3 separate regions of the Mus musculus genome follow, and all the other regions are linked to region 3. Evidence: chromatin contacts called from public Hi-C data. All regions are on one chromosome and are shown on one strand. Each heading gives the region's core, a stretch centred on a gene start, on an enhancer-like site or on the middle of the called end of the contact. The rest is flanking DNA. Distances are from core to core; before and after follow the strand shown. Region 1 holds the start of Tbcd (tubulin-specific chaperone d). Region 2 holds the start of Zfp750 (zinc finger protein 750). Region 3 overlaps Gm12589 (a long non-coding RNA gene).

The links. Hi-C and Micro-C count contacts between places; a contact is called where the count stands out from the background.
Region 1: a contact with region 3 is called in a Hi-C map of bone marrow-derived macrophages, with 19 read pairs. The contact joins the promoter of Tbcd here to the enhancer-like site in region 3. A contact is called at or near these places in 18 of 39 promoter capture datasets (the 3T3-L1 cell line, 3T3-L1-derived adipocytes, the C10 cell line and 11 more), 1 of 15 datasets of contacts at CTCF or cohesin (large pre-B cells), 11 of 484 Hi-C or Micro-C datasets (B cells, the C10 cell line, bone marrow-derived macrophages and 5 more), 17 of 115 datasets of contacts at active chromatin or transcription factors (the NIH/3T3 cell line, Th17 cells, bone marrow-derived macrophages and 10 more) and 5 of 9 other capture datasets (adipose tissue, embryonic stem cells, liver and 2 more).
Region 2: a contact with region 3 is called in a Hi-C map of bone marrow-derived macrophages, with 24 read pairs. The contact joins the promoter of Zfp750 here to the enhancer-like site in region 3. A contact is called at or near these places in 21 of 39 promoter capture datasets (the 3T3-L1 cell line, 3T3-L1-derived adipocytes, the C10 cell line and 12 more), 1 of 15 datasets of contacts at CTCF or cohesin (the NIH/3T3 cell line), 3 of 484 Hi-C or Micro-C datasets (bone marrow-derived macrophages, macrophages and nephron progenitors), 6 of 115 datasets of contacts at active chromatin or transcription factors (embryonic brain, embryonic stem cells, epiblast stem cells and 1 more) and 3 of 9 other capture datasets (adipose tissue, embryonic stem cells and pancreatic islet).

The regions. Positions count from the first base shown.
Region 1 is chr11:121,450,152-121,454,491 of GRCm38.p6, reverse strand. It overlaps Tbcd (tubulin-specific chaperone d), which reads right to left and starts at 2,501. Exons shown (of 39, transcript NM_029878.4): 1 at 2,264-2,501; 2 at 811-861. The coding sequence starts at 2,447. It overlaps Fn3k (fructosamine 3 kinase), which reads right to left. Exons shown (of 6, transcript NM_022014.4): 6 at 4,002-4,340. The coding sequence ends at 4,042.
Region 2 is chr11:121,516,389-121,521,056 of GRCm38.p6, reverse strand. It overlaps Zfp750 (zinc finger protein 750), which reads left to right and starts at 1,715. Exons shown (of 3, transcript NM_178763.4): 1 at 1,715-1,827. The region is part of intron 13 of Tbcd (tubulin-specific chaperone d); the gene reads right to left.
Region 3 is chr11:121,806,198-121,810,677 of GRCm38.p6, reverse strand. Gm12589 (a long non-coding RNA gene) reads right to left here. Exons shown (of 3, transcript XR_389241.2): 3 at 352-750. Among named protein-coding and RNA genes, the nearest start is that of Gm30338, 14 kb to the right of the region's middle. Within about 2 kb of position 2,252, at least 30 of the 459 cell types and tissues checked have an H3K27ac peak or open chromatin away from gene starts, as enhancers often do. A contact at or near this core is called in bone marrow-derived macrophages and neural stem cells, where this site is marked.

The sequences.
Region 1 (4,340 bases), core at 1,252-3,751, 360 kb after region 3:
GCAATTCCTCAAGTTGTGGTTATGCCTCCCCCATAAAATTATTTCGTGGCCACTTCATAACTCTGATTTTACTACTATTATAAATCATAACATAAATATCTGATATGCAGGATATCTCATGTGACCCCTATGGGGGTTACAACCTACAGATTGAAACCAAGAATCTAGGCTGTTCCCAAGGCCACCTGCAATTAGGGCACAGTTGCATACAACAGGTAGTAGAGAGCCGTGGGTACTCAGGTGAGGGTCTGTGATCCTTCTTGCCTCCATGTGATGGAATGTAAATAGTCAACAAGTCCAACTGGGATAATCAGGGCACACAGCTGAGCTCCACAGATGGTAGCTGTTCAGCTTGGAGGATAGTCCTGCACAACACTCTTGTACTAATGTCCTGATAACAACCTTAGTGTCTCTCTACATAATGGAGATGACAGATGACCTCATCAACTGCTGTGCAGGTAAAATGGGACCTTTATAAAGCATATGACCCTGCAAAACAATTACCAGGAAGATAACAGCTATTCACACATAACTGACTAAAACACATATAAGAAAAGATGTGTTCTTTCAATAGGAACAAGCAGAAAGTAGCTTAGACACACCTGCACACAATCAAGATCGGTATCTGAACTCGAAGCTATTCATTATCACAGGTCTATAAAACCATCCAGCAGACAAAAAAAAAAAAAAAAAAAGACAGAGCTCTAGGGACATTTCATCTGACACCTTCTGCTGATAGCACACAGGTGCCAGCTATACACATAAGCCTTCCCGATCATCTGATATTGAACCACCAAAATCTATGCTTACCAAGGTGTGGATCCAGGAGGTGGGGCTGCTCCTGGTATTTGTCCATAATTACTAAAAGGAAAATAACATGAAAATCAAATCAGGTGAGCCTTGGAAATTCACGTCTCTCAGTAACTCTAATGGAACAGCTAGGGTCTTCCTAGTCCTTGTAACGCCCAGGGACACACCTGGCTTCTTGCTGACAGATGCTCACAGCTGCCCAACATCTGTCAGGCTCTTGAGGACCAGTGTGACCACACCTCCTGCTCTTCTTTTGCTCTGCACATCTTGCCCTCCGATCTCTTCTCACACATATGCTGGTGCTCCAACTCTCTACAACTCCACCTTCCCCTGCTAGTCAGACCCTCTTCACTTCTTGAGCCCTCCCCTGCCTAGCACGATGCCTTTCATTTCCAACAATGTTCAAACCAATAACTGTACAACCTCCCCAACCCTGGTCACCTGCTTTCCAACCCCTACCAGCAAATTAATGTTTCTACCCAATCCAATGGTTTCTCTGCCTCTGCAGTTCTCACCTGCCACTTCAGACAAAGCCCACCACTCTGTCTTACCCAAAAACTAGAGCCCCATCCAAAAAAAAAAAAAAAAAAAAAAAGACATTATGGAGAGAATGTTTTTAGCTAAGGAATACACAAAGATGATTTTGTTCAAGTACAAAACTCTAATTATCAAAGGGCTCATTTGGACATTGTCTTTGTTTTCTGTTGCTGTGATGAAACTGGCCAAAAATCAACTTGAGGAAGAAAGGGTTTATTTGGCTTTCACAGCCCATCACTGAGAAAAGTGTAGGGATGAATCAAAGCAAATAGAAGCAGAAACTACGGAGGAGTCTTGCGTGCTTGCTCCTAGGCTCAAGTTCAGCTGTCTTTCTTATACAGCTCAGAGCCACAGGCCAGGGATGGTACATCTCACGGTGGGCTGGGCCGTCCTTTATCAATTAGTAATTAAAGAAATATCGCAAAGACATGCCCACAAGCCAATCTGGTGGTGGCAATTACTCACTTGAGATTTCTTCCGAGGTATGTCTAGGTTTGTGTAAGGTTGACAAAAACTATGACGGACAGTATCCATTACAAACGACTGTAAAGGCCTACCTAAACTTGGGGGATTTAGAACCACCAAAGGAATCTAATGGCACTGTCCACTCTCCTGCTCTGCCTGGAACGGAGATCCCAGATAAACGTGGAGCTCTGAGTTTGCAGAATCCTGGCCTCATAGCGCAGCCCCATAGGAGCGCCGTGCCAGACCGCTCCTCTTTGCTTGCCATGAGCGCTCTCGTAGGAGGCAGGTTCATCCAACAATTCTGCTGGTTCCCTCCCTATCCACAGAGAGGTCTCAAGCATGCTTTGCTCAGTTCCTGGACATGGCAGGGAAGGCAGGAGGTATGGCTCCCCAGGTCCCTTCCTCCCAGATGCAAGGACCTCAAGATAGAGACTCGGGGCCCCGCCCGCACCGCGGAACCGCTCCTCCGCCACCTCCCGGGACGCGCGCTCTCTGTGCACCGCCGGCAAGCTGCGGAGCAGCGCGCGGGTCTCCGCACTCTCGCCGAACGCTTCCAGGGCGGAGGCGCGAACAAGCGCATCATCCTCCACCTCCTCCTCGGCGGCGCTCGCAGCCGGCTCATTGCTCAGTACCATCCTGCCAGCAGCTTCCGTAAGAACCCTACCGGCAACCGGGAAGAAAAGAGATACAGCACGAGAACTGCCAGCCCCGCCCTGAGACCTTCGACCCCCAACTACGGGGCGCGCAAGCCAACAAAACAGCTCACGCGAAGTCGGCTCAGCGCGCAAAATGATGCTTGCGTGAGTGAAGGGAAGCACCAGAAAAACTAAGCCTCCAATGTCTACAGCCTCAACAGGGAGTGGGTGGAGCCCAAAAGAGGTGGGGCTAAGGAGGGTGTGGCCGGAGCAGTGGGCCGGTACGATCTTTACAGGGAATGAACTCTAGTGTTGGAAGCCTTCTGGAGCTTGAGTGTGTGTAAGGTTAAGGAAATAACTGGGTTTGAAATTGGGGGCAGGAACATGGAAGGTTTTGAGCTAGTGTGGACAGCGCAGGAAAGCTGAACTAGTAGAAAGAGCCAGAATAGGACGGGTGGTGTATGAACGCAGGGGAGGAATGGGTTTTGAGTGTGGGGGCAAGAATGGGGCAATGATGTCTGAGCACCTGCAGGAGTGGGGCGCGGGGGGGTGCTTTAAGGGTGTAGGAGACAATGGGGTATTGCTCCAGGATGAAGGCTTTTGCCGTGACCTCAAACAGCACCATCATGACCACCCAAAGCAGTCCTGAGAAAAGACGTGAGCTATACGCTGCTGGCCCTGCATTCACCAGAACAGACCTCACTGGGAAGTAGAAGACTGGAGTGGTTAGATAGTTTAGTGTGCAAAGTCTCCTTCACTAAGCCTCGGGAGTTGAATGTGTAACAGTAGGCCCCCAAACCTTAGCACATCCTACTCCATGATTAAAGTGCCATTCAGGCTGTAAAACTCATTCGACAGCACCCACGGGGCAAACTAAAAAACAAAGACTTGATCCTTCAAAGTCCGTAGGTCCTGAAAAGTTTCTGAATGTGCTAACTTTGCTTTTTGGCTTCTCTAGTTCTACTTCTCGCTCACTATTGTTGATAACTGAAGTATGTCAACCTAGAACATATTTGTGTGTGTGTGTGTGTGTGTGTGTGTGTGTGTGTGTGTGGTTAAAAGTTCATGAGAAGGATCACTGTTTTGCTGGGATCCAGAATACCCAGGGTAGTCACTGGCCTGCTAATAAAGACTTTCTATTGGCTTAAATATAGATCCTAGCAGTCTTCTCAGATATGTTGTGGGGTAACAAGTTTGGTCCTCACATAGTGGAAGAAGAAGAGAACCACAAGTTGTACTCTGACCTATACACACATATTTCAGCACATGAGTACGCAAAATAAAATCTAAAAAAATAGAAAACAGTGAGGTGCTAGAGAGTGTCTGGCAGTGATTGTAACTGAAGGACCGGAGCCAAACGGGCTAGCATGGTGGCTTCCTTCCCTATTCGCCTGCGGTACCTGGGGCTTCAGCCGCTGAGGTGGGAGCTTGCCCGCAACAGTGCTGCTGTGGTGTCAGCCTGAGCTACATACGGAGCTCCCTGGAAACTGCTGCGCTGCCATAACCTCAGCCTCTGGATGAATGCGTTGTAGGCCGACTCAAAAGTAGCCCAGTTAGGGATCTAGTTTGACATTTTATTAGGTCCAGCCCTCTGCTACCTGAGCAGCTTCCTCATCACCCCCAGGGACGGGCTTCTGTACTCCCGTCCAAAGTGGTTCCAGTGGTTTAGGTAGTTAAAGAGCTGGTACAGCAGCAGGCGCTTGTCGAACCCTGGAGCCTTTGGGATCTTCCGATGGTAGGCAGTGAAGAAGGATCTGGGGAACCCCCCAAACATCGATGCAATGGCCAGTTCAAACTCAGAATGGCCATAGAAGGAGGCTGGATCATAAATTACGGGTCCCTGGTCATCCTCAGCCACATTTCCAGACCAGAGGTCTCCATGGAGCAGGGCAG
Region 2 (4,668 bases), core at 466-2,965, 290 kb after region 3:
TCACCCTTCAGATCAGAACTCCTGCTGCATGAAGACTCTCCTTGGAAGAAAGCACTGTAAAGTGGCATTAGGCCAATACGTCTGTTGGAGGGTTTAGGGATTAGTATAGCACTGCCCTCACTGACTATGAAATACAAAAAAGAAGAGGGAAGGAAATGTAGAAGCTATGACACAGCAAAGATAGGACTGGCCCAAGTGAGAGGGCAGCACAAAGGGAGGAGGGATGGCCCTCAAGAGGATGTGGGAGGCAAAGAGTTAAGGGGGTCCATTAAAAACACCTGAAGTCCAGATTGCAAATTAGAATCAAGGAGTAAAACTCTCAGCAAAAGGTGAGTGAGAGCAGAGGGGAAAGGGTAAGACTTTCAGCAAGTCCCTGCCAGCCTTCCTAAGAAGCTGGCCTGCCCCAACTGCTCCAGAAAGAGGTGCAGCAGAAACGGCACTGAGATAATTCTCAGCCTTGCCTCTCCATTTTGCTCTCTTCAAGTCCTGAGATGTCCAAAGGCTACCCTCTACTGTGGAGTCCCGGAAAGTGGCAGAGTAGCTAGAGGACTTCACCATACCGGGAAGCCTCAGTAAACACCCACAGAGTAGAAGCACTGCCTGGGGGAACCGGAACCAGTACAGACCACCTCCGCCCAGACAGATGTAACAAACTGTAACAAACTGGTGACTGTCTCAGAGCAGAGCTTAAGGTAACTTGCTACTCAGCTAGAGATGTGAGAAACCCTAGGGAACTGCTCGCTGTTCTTATAAGACTGAGCATTTGGCTTAGACTCTTCCTAGGAATGAGACAAAGTAACTAAACTAGGTTTTAAAGAATTAAACATAAAGGTGAAGCCAAGTAAAATCTAAAGTCTTAAATGCGTGCTGGCCCTTGCCAGCAGCTTCAGGTATGACCAAGAGCCTAGCCAGCTATCACAGTGTCCTTTCCCTGTCCCCAAACTGACATCACATTCCAGCCTCCACTGCAGCCCGCACAAGCCTCAAAGCAAACAAGTAAACACTGGGGGTGGGGTGGGGGGTGGGGGTAGGGGATGGTAAAATGGCTCCAAAATTTAAAATCTAAGTTATTACTTAAAGAGGGGGTGTGAAGGTGAACACACTGCCGACGCCCAAATGACAGACAGCACATGTCAGCTCCACAACCAGTACAGGCCCTGGGCATGTTCCGGCAGGTCCCTGTGACAAGGCAGCAAGGTTAGCATCCTCTCTGCCACCCTAGTTCTCCCGGTGACCTCAACAAAACTCCTAGAGAAGGGTAGAAATCGCAGAGGTGGCCAGAGGCTTCTCTGGGCATCACAGCAAAAACACTTGTCATGTTTCCATCGGTGACATGTGTTTCAGGACAAAGTTATATTTCTCTGCTTCTATGTTCCTATGCTGGAGTACTGAAGCGAGCAAGCGAAGCTCTACACCTGAGTCTTTAATGAGCATCAAGTGCTTGTGATACAAGTACATCAGCACTAGACTCTGCATCCAGATATCCTGATTCCTCTGCAACTGGGCAGCCCTCCCAGGACCCCACACACCGTGAACCTAGAGTCCTGTGGGGCACCTGGAGTGGCACAGGACTCTCTGGATCCCTGCTCAGTGAGGCTACGTGGAGCTCAGTGGGTGCAAACACTTGAATTGTAGCTGCAGGCGGAGGAATATCAGGTGCATCTCTACGCCCCGAGGGCTCAACTCCTACACTTAAATCCCTCCCACTGGAACAGCCGGCTCCAGTTTCACCGAGCCAGCGAGCCAGCGTGAGAACAGATCCTGCTCCTCAGACCTCAGCACCTTGCACAGAAGAAGGACTCCGCATCCCAGCACTGCCCACCTTTGGTAAGTGCTTACTATTTCTTCAAGTTTTCTTTCAAAACTACTCTTTAATGTGTCTTGAGGAATCTGTCTGGGTAAATTGTTTGCTGTTGTCTGCTCTTTCCTGCTCTCACTATTCCCTAAGGATTACTCAGAACCCGGCAGGTGCATCTCGGGGATGCAGACCACAATTACAGAACTCCTAATGGGGCTGATACGTTATTCCAAGACTATGAGCAAGCTTATTTAGAAATCAAGCCATCCTTTCTGCTATAAAATTTATTTTAAAAACAAAAGATGGATTTATAGTATTGCTTAATTGTTCCCTACTTTTCAAAGAAATTACAATAAATTTTGACATAAAAGAGGCAAAACTCACATATATAGAGAGAGATACAACTGTTTGGTTTCATTTCTAGTTTAACATCTAAAGCTTTTCAAATTTAAAATAACTGCTGCTTTGACAAAACCTTTCAAAAACAAGAAACCAACTAAGTTTAGGTTTTTGGTTTGGTTGTTAAGATTATACATGGGGGGGGGGGGATAAATCTGTATGAAAATAATTATCGACCGAATAATCGGCCAAATCTGACCAAGTCAGACTTGGTTTAAGCAGAAACGCCTGCATTTCCTATCTGAGTGTTTGCATTAGAAAAGGCTCTCTGATGTTTTAAACTGCTGTGTTACAGAAACACAGGCAAGGCGAGCTCCGGTGCCATGCTGGTCGGGAAGCCGTGAGCCTGCACAACACAACCCATTTGTTTTCTAGATCCTTCCTTCCAAACACACTCTAGAAAACAGCTTTCTTCTAAGACTATGGCCTCCCTAAGTTCACCTTCATCTTAAAGAACAGAAAGTTTGGGAGGGAGCGGCGGCCAGCTACTGCAAAAGCCCACATGAAGTAAAACTCACAAATCTCGTTCTTGCGACACCCCAGTGGGTAGACGACAGTGGCGTGCCCTTGAGTGGTGCAATAACGCCACATCACAGTGCTGTAATTATAGCATGCCCTTCACGACGTTCCACCTGCGAGGCTCTGCGCCAGACAGCTGGACACCACCAGGAGGAATAGTACTGCACTGTCTTGATTTGCAGGTCAATTCACAGGACAAACATAGCTGCCTGGCCCGTCACATCGCTGGCCTATAAAGCAAAGCTGTAATTACCTCTATTGTATCCTATCAGGGTTCTCTTAAATTATTCTTTCTCTTGTCTGATTTCTAAGTGCAAGCCCCTTAGAAACTTCTAAAAACATGCCAGCCACTCACTGTTGTCTTGACAGCAGCAACTACACTACATGTCCACACTCAGGGACTGCTGAAGTTTAATGCTTTAAAGACAAACAGGACCCTGTGGCCAATCGAAACTACACAGTGCTCACTCTGTGTGTGGGCAGGTATCCCGGATGGCACACTGTGGGCAGGTGGAAGGTGCTCTCAGCCCTGGGCCCTTTCTGAACGCAGTCAAGTCATTTAATATAAGAGATATCGAAGTCTCAAGTCATACAGCCTGATGTGTGTCAGCAAAAAAATTGGGACACATCTTACAGATCTTAAGCTGGATACTGTACATGTTTCTAGGTCACTGTATTATTGTACATACTGTATGCTGCATTGCAAGATGATTCAGAGAAGGAAGTCTGGGGCCAAGGTGAGGTCTGGGGAGGCATGTTTGAGAACAGGGCTTCCCCAGGGAAGACAGAGAACAACTCTCTGCCAAAAGCCCTTGATGAGGGCTGAGTGCCTGTGGGAAGACACCCTCATGAACCCCCCTGACCATCAAATGGGAAGTAGAAGGGAGGAGGGTATGGTGCCAAGTAAAATTCCTCTGGGACTGTTTCAGTATCAAACATGCTAACACTACAGTTCTCAGACAGCCATAGCTACACATATAGCCTTCCAGAGATGTATTCCCAAAGTAGTAACAGGCCCAACCTTAAAAAAAAAAAAAGGGGGGGGGGGGGAAGCCACATACCCTTCTTATGCCTTTAGGAAAAGCTTCACCTTTGAATATAAACCCAAAAGTACTGTAAACAGTCAAAGTTCTTGGCTTTCCTGTTTTGGCAACAATGTGTGCTTTTGGGAATATTTAACACCAGCGGCTGCCAGACAGTTCAAAGTCCAGCAGGTATAAACTGACCAAACAGGACTTATTGTAAGCCTCCATGCCCACAGACATATGTGCCTGGCTGCAGTCATGGCTGTGGGTTTATTTCTTGATAGTCATAAACCTCACTTGCTTAGGACAGAGAACTCACAGGCTGACATCATCATTCAAAAGCTTACAAAAGCATCAATTTTATCCCACTTACTTCTCTAACACGGTAGTTTTATAGATGAGTTACGCCCGCCTTACACCTGCCTCCAAGCAGTGAGCTCTCCGCCTTAATTAGCAATTGTGAAATCCTGAGGGTCAGTTTATCCGAAGTTACTGAAATGATTACAGCCGAGCCTGCTTCTGTATCCATTCCCTTTCAGTTTTAATAAACCTCAGGAAATGGCCTCACTCTAGAACCCTTACACAAGAGCCACTGCTGCCTATCCCAGCCAGCCTGCTCACTGTCCTGGGGATCAGCAGCCAAAAAAATTAAAAGACAAAGGCTGAAACCAAAACTTCACATAGCATGACACACGCACACACTCACACACGCATGCACGCACACTCGGTAATAATTATTTCCTCAGTTACTCCTCTTTCTTATAAGACAGGAAACCCTTACCATGACAATGTACTTATTTAACCTCCGTAGATGTTCAGTACTTAACCCCAGTGGCACGCTTACTGCTGCCCGAAACCATCAGTAACGTTTACTACAGCTGCTTCTCTGAGGGCCCGTCATTATTTCCTTACGTCCTGAGGGGCTCT
Region 3 (4,480 bases), core at 1,003-3,502:
CAAAAGTGCTATCCCCTCTCCTCACCAGCAGCTGCACTCAGGAGAGTGAACACTGGGTCTCACCCTGGCAGCACAAAAGAACAGGCTCTGGTGGCAAAGGCTTAGGGGAGGGCATCAGAACAGGAGAGCTGGCACAGCCTCTTGACAGCTGTGGCACTTGGGAGAGTGAGAGAGCAGTCTTGCCCCTCGACTGGATGAAGTGTTGGGTGAGGTAGCTGGCACAGTGCTAGAGTCTAAAAGTAACTTTTATTCACCTGTTTTAATTGTTGTCTCCAATGCTTACAGCCTTTGTCTGCTAACGCAGGCCTAGTGTTAGGGTCTGGGAACTACTTCACAAACCACTCAGACACCAATCTCAGTCATATAGGGATGGTTTATTGAACACCACACCTTAAATATCTCTTCTTCGAAGTTGGCTTATCTTCAAAAGAGAAGCCAGAAAGAAGAACAGCCAGGGCATGGCCCCCAGCATCAGGGCTTTCAGAAGTGGCTCTCCCTCCCTCCTCGAACTCTGCAAAGTCAGCAACACCTCGCTGTTTCACACTTTACCAGCCTTGGGCTTTGGAATTGTGCAGCAACGCCCTTCTTCGTGCATCCTAATCAACCACAAGTTTCATCAAGCAGAGTTGCACTGATCACCCGTATGGAGGAGGCAGCTAGCTGCAGGCTCTCACACTCCCCTTCATGTGTGTCTCTGGCATGAAGTCTTGGCTAGGGCACGGGACAGGCTTCCTTCAGTCAGCAAGGACCCTGTGAAGGGACCAAGAGGACATAAAAATCAAGCCCTGCATATAAGAACGTCCCAGAGAAAAAGAATGGGTCAGGTGAAGCAGAGTATGGGAATGACATGCTTGGGAGAAAAGAGATCTAGCTTTAACACTTGGGTTCAAAAATCAATGAAACTGTCAAATAAGGAATGGTGTCTTGCTTATTCCAGGGTCCTTGTTTGGTTTTATCATCTATAGATCAATCTGTTCTCTAAAATCATACTGTCTATTCCAGCAAACGAATGAATGAATGAATGAATGAATGAATAGGGCCGGCCACAGACTCCCAGGCGAGAGTAAGATGATGCTCTCAGGGACCAGCCAACTGAGAGTAGAATACTGGCAGGTAACCATGTCTAACCAGAGCCAATTGGCCAGTGAGACTTTTAAAATATAATTAAATTTTTTTTGTTCATTGATGCTTTGCCTGCATGCATGTGTGAGAGTGTCAGAACCCCTAAAACTGGAGTTACAGTCATGTGTGAGCTGTCATGAGGGTGCTGGGGATTGAACCCAGGTCCTTCGGAAGAGGAGCCAGTGCTCTTAATCACTAAGCCATCTCTCCAGTCATGTATACAGGGGAATATTAGCACATAGGCAAGTGCTGGGTTTTCTACTCCAAGAAGCACTTCAGGCGATGAGGACAGCTCTCCTGTGATTGGAAAGACTCCACTGGTTAAAGAAATGAATGGAAACAGCTCAACATAGTATCAAGCTGAGTCTATGCATCTGGAGACCTGGTACTGGTCTGTCATTCTCTAGGGAGACAGTCCCACAGACAACTCTCCAGCAAAAGCCAACTGTCATGGGGAACTGTACAATGTTCCTGGCACCCAAGAAAGGCCAGATGCCACATATGGAAGGGCTTGGGGCCAAGCAATGAGGTCAGGGTGAAGCAGTGAGATGGAAATTGTGGCTAGGGAAAGAAGCAGTGCGTGTCTCCAGCAAGAGTCACAGCTTACAGTTAAGTCACAGCATTTCAGCAGCCTCCTAGAGTATGTGCAGTACCTCTGGTCCCACAGGGGTCCAACCTGCTGTCTCTGCCTCACAGCTAAGCCTGATCACAGCCTCTGGTGAAACCCAAGGAAGACACTTTACCTTCCATGGACTCTACATTACCAGAGAAAGGCAAAGGGAGAGGCTGGGGTAGTGAGCAGGGTGGAGCAGCCTACACAGGTCACTAAAGATTAGCACTCCTACATGAATCTACTGCCTAGGGCCACAACTTTGCCTCTTCTGGAGACCATGTCCTGTTCTCCCACTCCAGACCATGTGGGACCTGAGTGCAGTAAGCTTGTGCCAACTGGTTTAGGAGCTCTTCGGAGATGAAGGCAGATGAGACACAGTAAGATGTGAAACCTGAGCCTGGGAAGATGACAGATGGACAAACTCCAGTTTCAGGGGTTCTGACACCCTCAGGCTGACAGACATGTACGCAGGCAAAAGCACCAATAAACACCAACAGCCAGCAGGTGGCACTGTAGAAGCGTGAGAAACAGTGCTCAGGTTCTCATCAAATGATTTTTCTTTCTCTTCCTGCACAGCTGGATGCTGCTAAGATTGTCCTTTAATCTTCCTCATAGCTGCAAAGTTTGGACTCGGGCCAGGGTCAGAGAAAGGCTGTGGCCATGGGAGAGTGTCAGAGGATGCTGGAACTTCAGTCATCCTCCATCACTACTTCAATGGTATGTTTTCTCTTCCTTCATGCATATGAAAATCAGTGCTTCAAGTAGAAAAGGCACTAAACAGCCTGGTCAACTGCTAGCACCTGCTTCATAAAGGCAGAAGTGGAGGGTAGGAGTCGGCCCAGGGAATTCCAGTTGCTGCTGGAAGCCACATCCGGGGGCAGTGTCCACTAGGCCTCCGTATGTGAGAATGTGTGTGATGTGGTATGTCTTCAATGTGTGAGCATATGCCCATGATGTGATATGTTCTGTGTATAAACACATGTGCCAGATTTCTCTGCATGTATCTCTTGCCATGCATGTGTCAGGTATGATCTCTCTGTGTCCTGTGGTTATGTGTATTTTCGAATATTTCGACAAACTTCCTCTCATCTGTACAATGTAGCTGCAAGCCACTTTATGAGGAGCAACAGTGTCTGCTCAGTGAAGTGCCCCAAACCCTGATATGCCTGCAGAGCTTCCCTCAGTGAGGTTCCATCCCTTAGTGCTGGAAAGTGGTGTACACAGCAGGTCCTGGCTGGCACCTAGCCCTTCTCTCAACTTTTTTATTTATTATGTGTGCATGCATGTGCATGCATGTGCACACTTCATAGTGTGCATGTTGAAGTCAGAGGACAATGTGTGGGGACCTGTTCTCTCCTTTGACCATGTGGTGCAGAGATCAAATTCAAGTTGTCAGGTTCGGCACTAAGTATGCGTCCTTACCCACTGAGCCATCTCCTAGCACGGCTTCCTCCTCCCTTCTGCTCATTCTTCAGATACACCCCAGCCTGGCAGGAAGCTTGGGTGCCATTAAGAATTCCCATGAGATATTAGGGGGAAAACAACACCTGAAGGGGCTCCTGGAGCCAGAGGCTTGCTGACAACTTAGATAAAGTATCCTCCCCATCTCAGATTCAATTGTAAACTATTCTGCCCAAAAGTTCACTCCAAGGAAGACCCAGTCCTTTGGAAGCCCCTTATGAAGAAAAAGGAGCCACCTATTTGTCTGTTGCTTCCTAAGAGTCTTCATGAGGATGATGGAGGTGGTTTGGAGCCTGTAGCTTAGTGTTTGCAGAGCAAGTGCTGGTATGTACTTCAGAGGCTTTCCAAGGACTGTAAGTAAAAATGGACTGGACAAAAAGTTGGCCCAGAATATGTCAAACAAGGCAGAGAAGAGTCCTAGACCTGATCAGTGCTGAGATGGTGCCTCCCTCCCTCCCTTCCTCAAAGCCCCTCTGTCCTGTGACCTTACACCCCAGGACTGCAGTGTCATCCTACTGACCTAGAAATGCTGACCTCCAAATGGCTCAGACTCAGCAGAAAATTTTCAGTGGAAACCATATGAACATCTTTCCTGGAGTCCAAAGGTGATGCATCACAAGAAAGACCCCAACTTCCCTCCACCCATCCGGTCCCTCAGAGGTCGGCCATGCTCAGGGTGCATTATAGTCCCTATAACCAAGATTCAAATGCTACAGTTGATCTTGTGTTCCTAGCTAGGGCTTTCTGCTTCTTGGGATCTGACAGGGTACTTGGGCTGGCATTGGGAGGTAGGACATTAAGACACCCAGTAATCTCATTCAGGAGAATCTTGAGGGCTTTCTGAAGTGGAGGTGAAATATTTATACCAGTTAAACCATCTGGCTTCAGTGATCAACTCAGTTTTCAGTTTTCTTCCCTTCTCAAAGGTAGAGTTGAGACTAACCTTCTAAGGAAGGCTTGGTCTTTTCAGACAGACCTATCCTAAGCTTTCAAGAGTCCAAGACCCAAATGACCACTTAATTAGTATCTAAAAGATACTAGTCACTGTAGAGTTCAAGAACTGTGAATTGTGATATGCCAAGAACCAGAAACAAAAATCAAACATATGTTTATCTTGTCTCTAAGCAAAGAGGTATATACTGTGGAGGCTAAGGTGAAGAGACAATGCTTAGGCAGGCTGAAGGAGAGTGGAGTAAGGATCTAGGAGTGGCAGGGAGATCCACAGAGCAGAATAAAGAAGAGCAGAGGATGAGGGAGTGGGTAGGAGGGACCACAGTGGGTAGA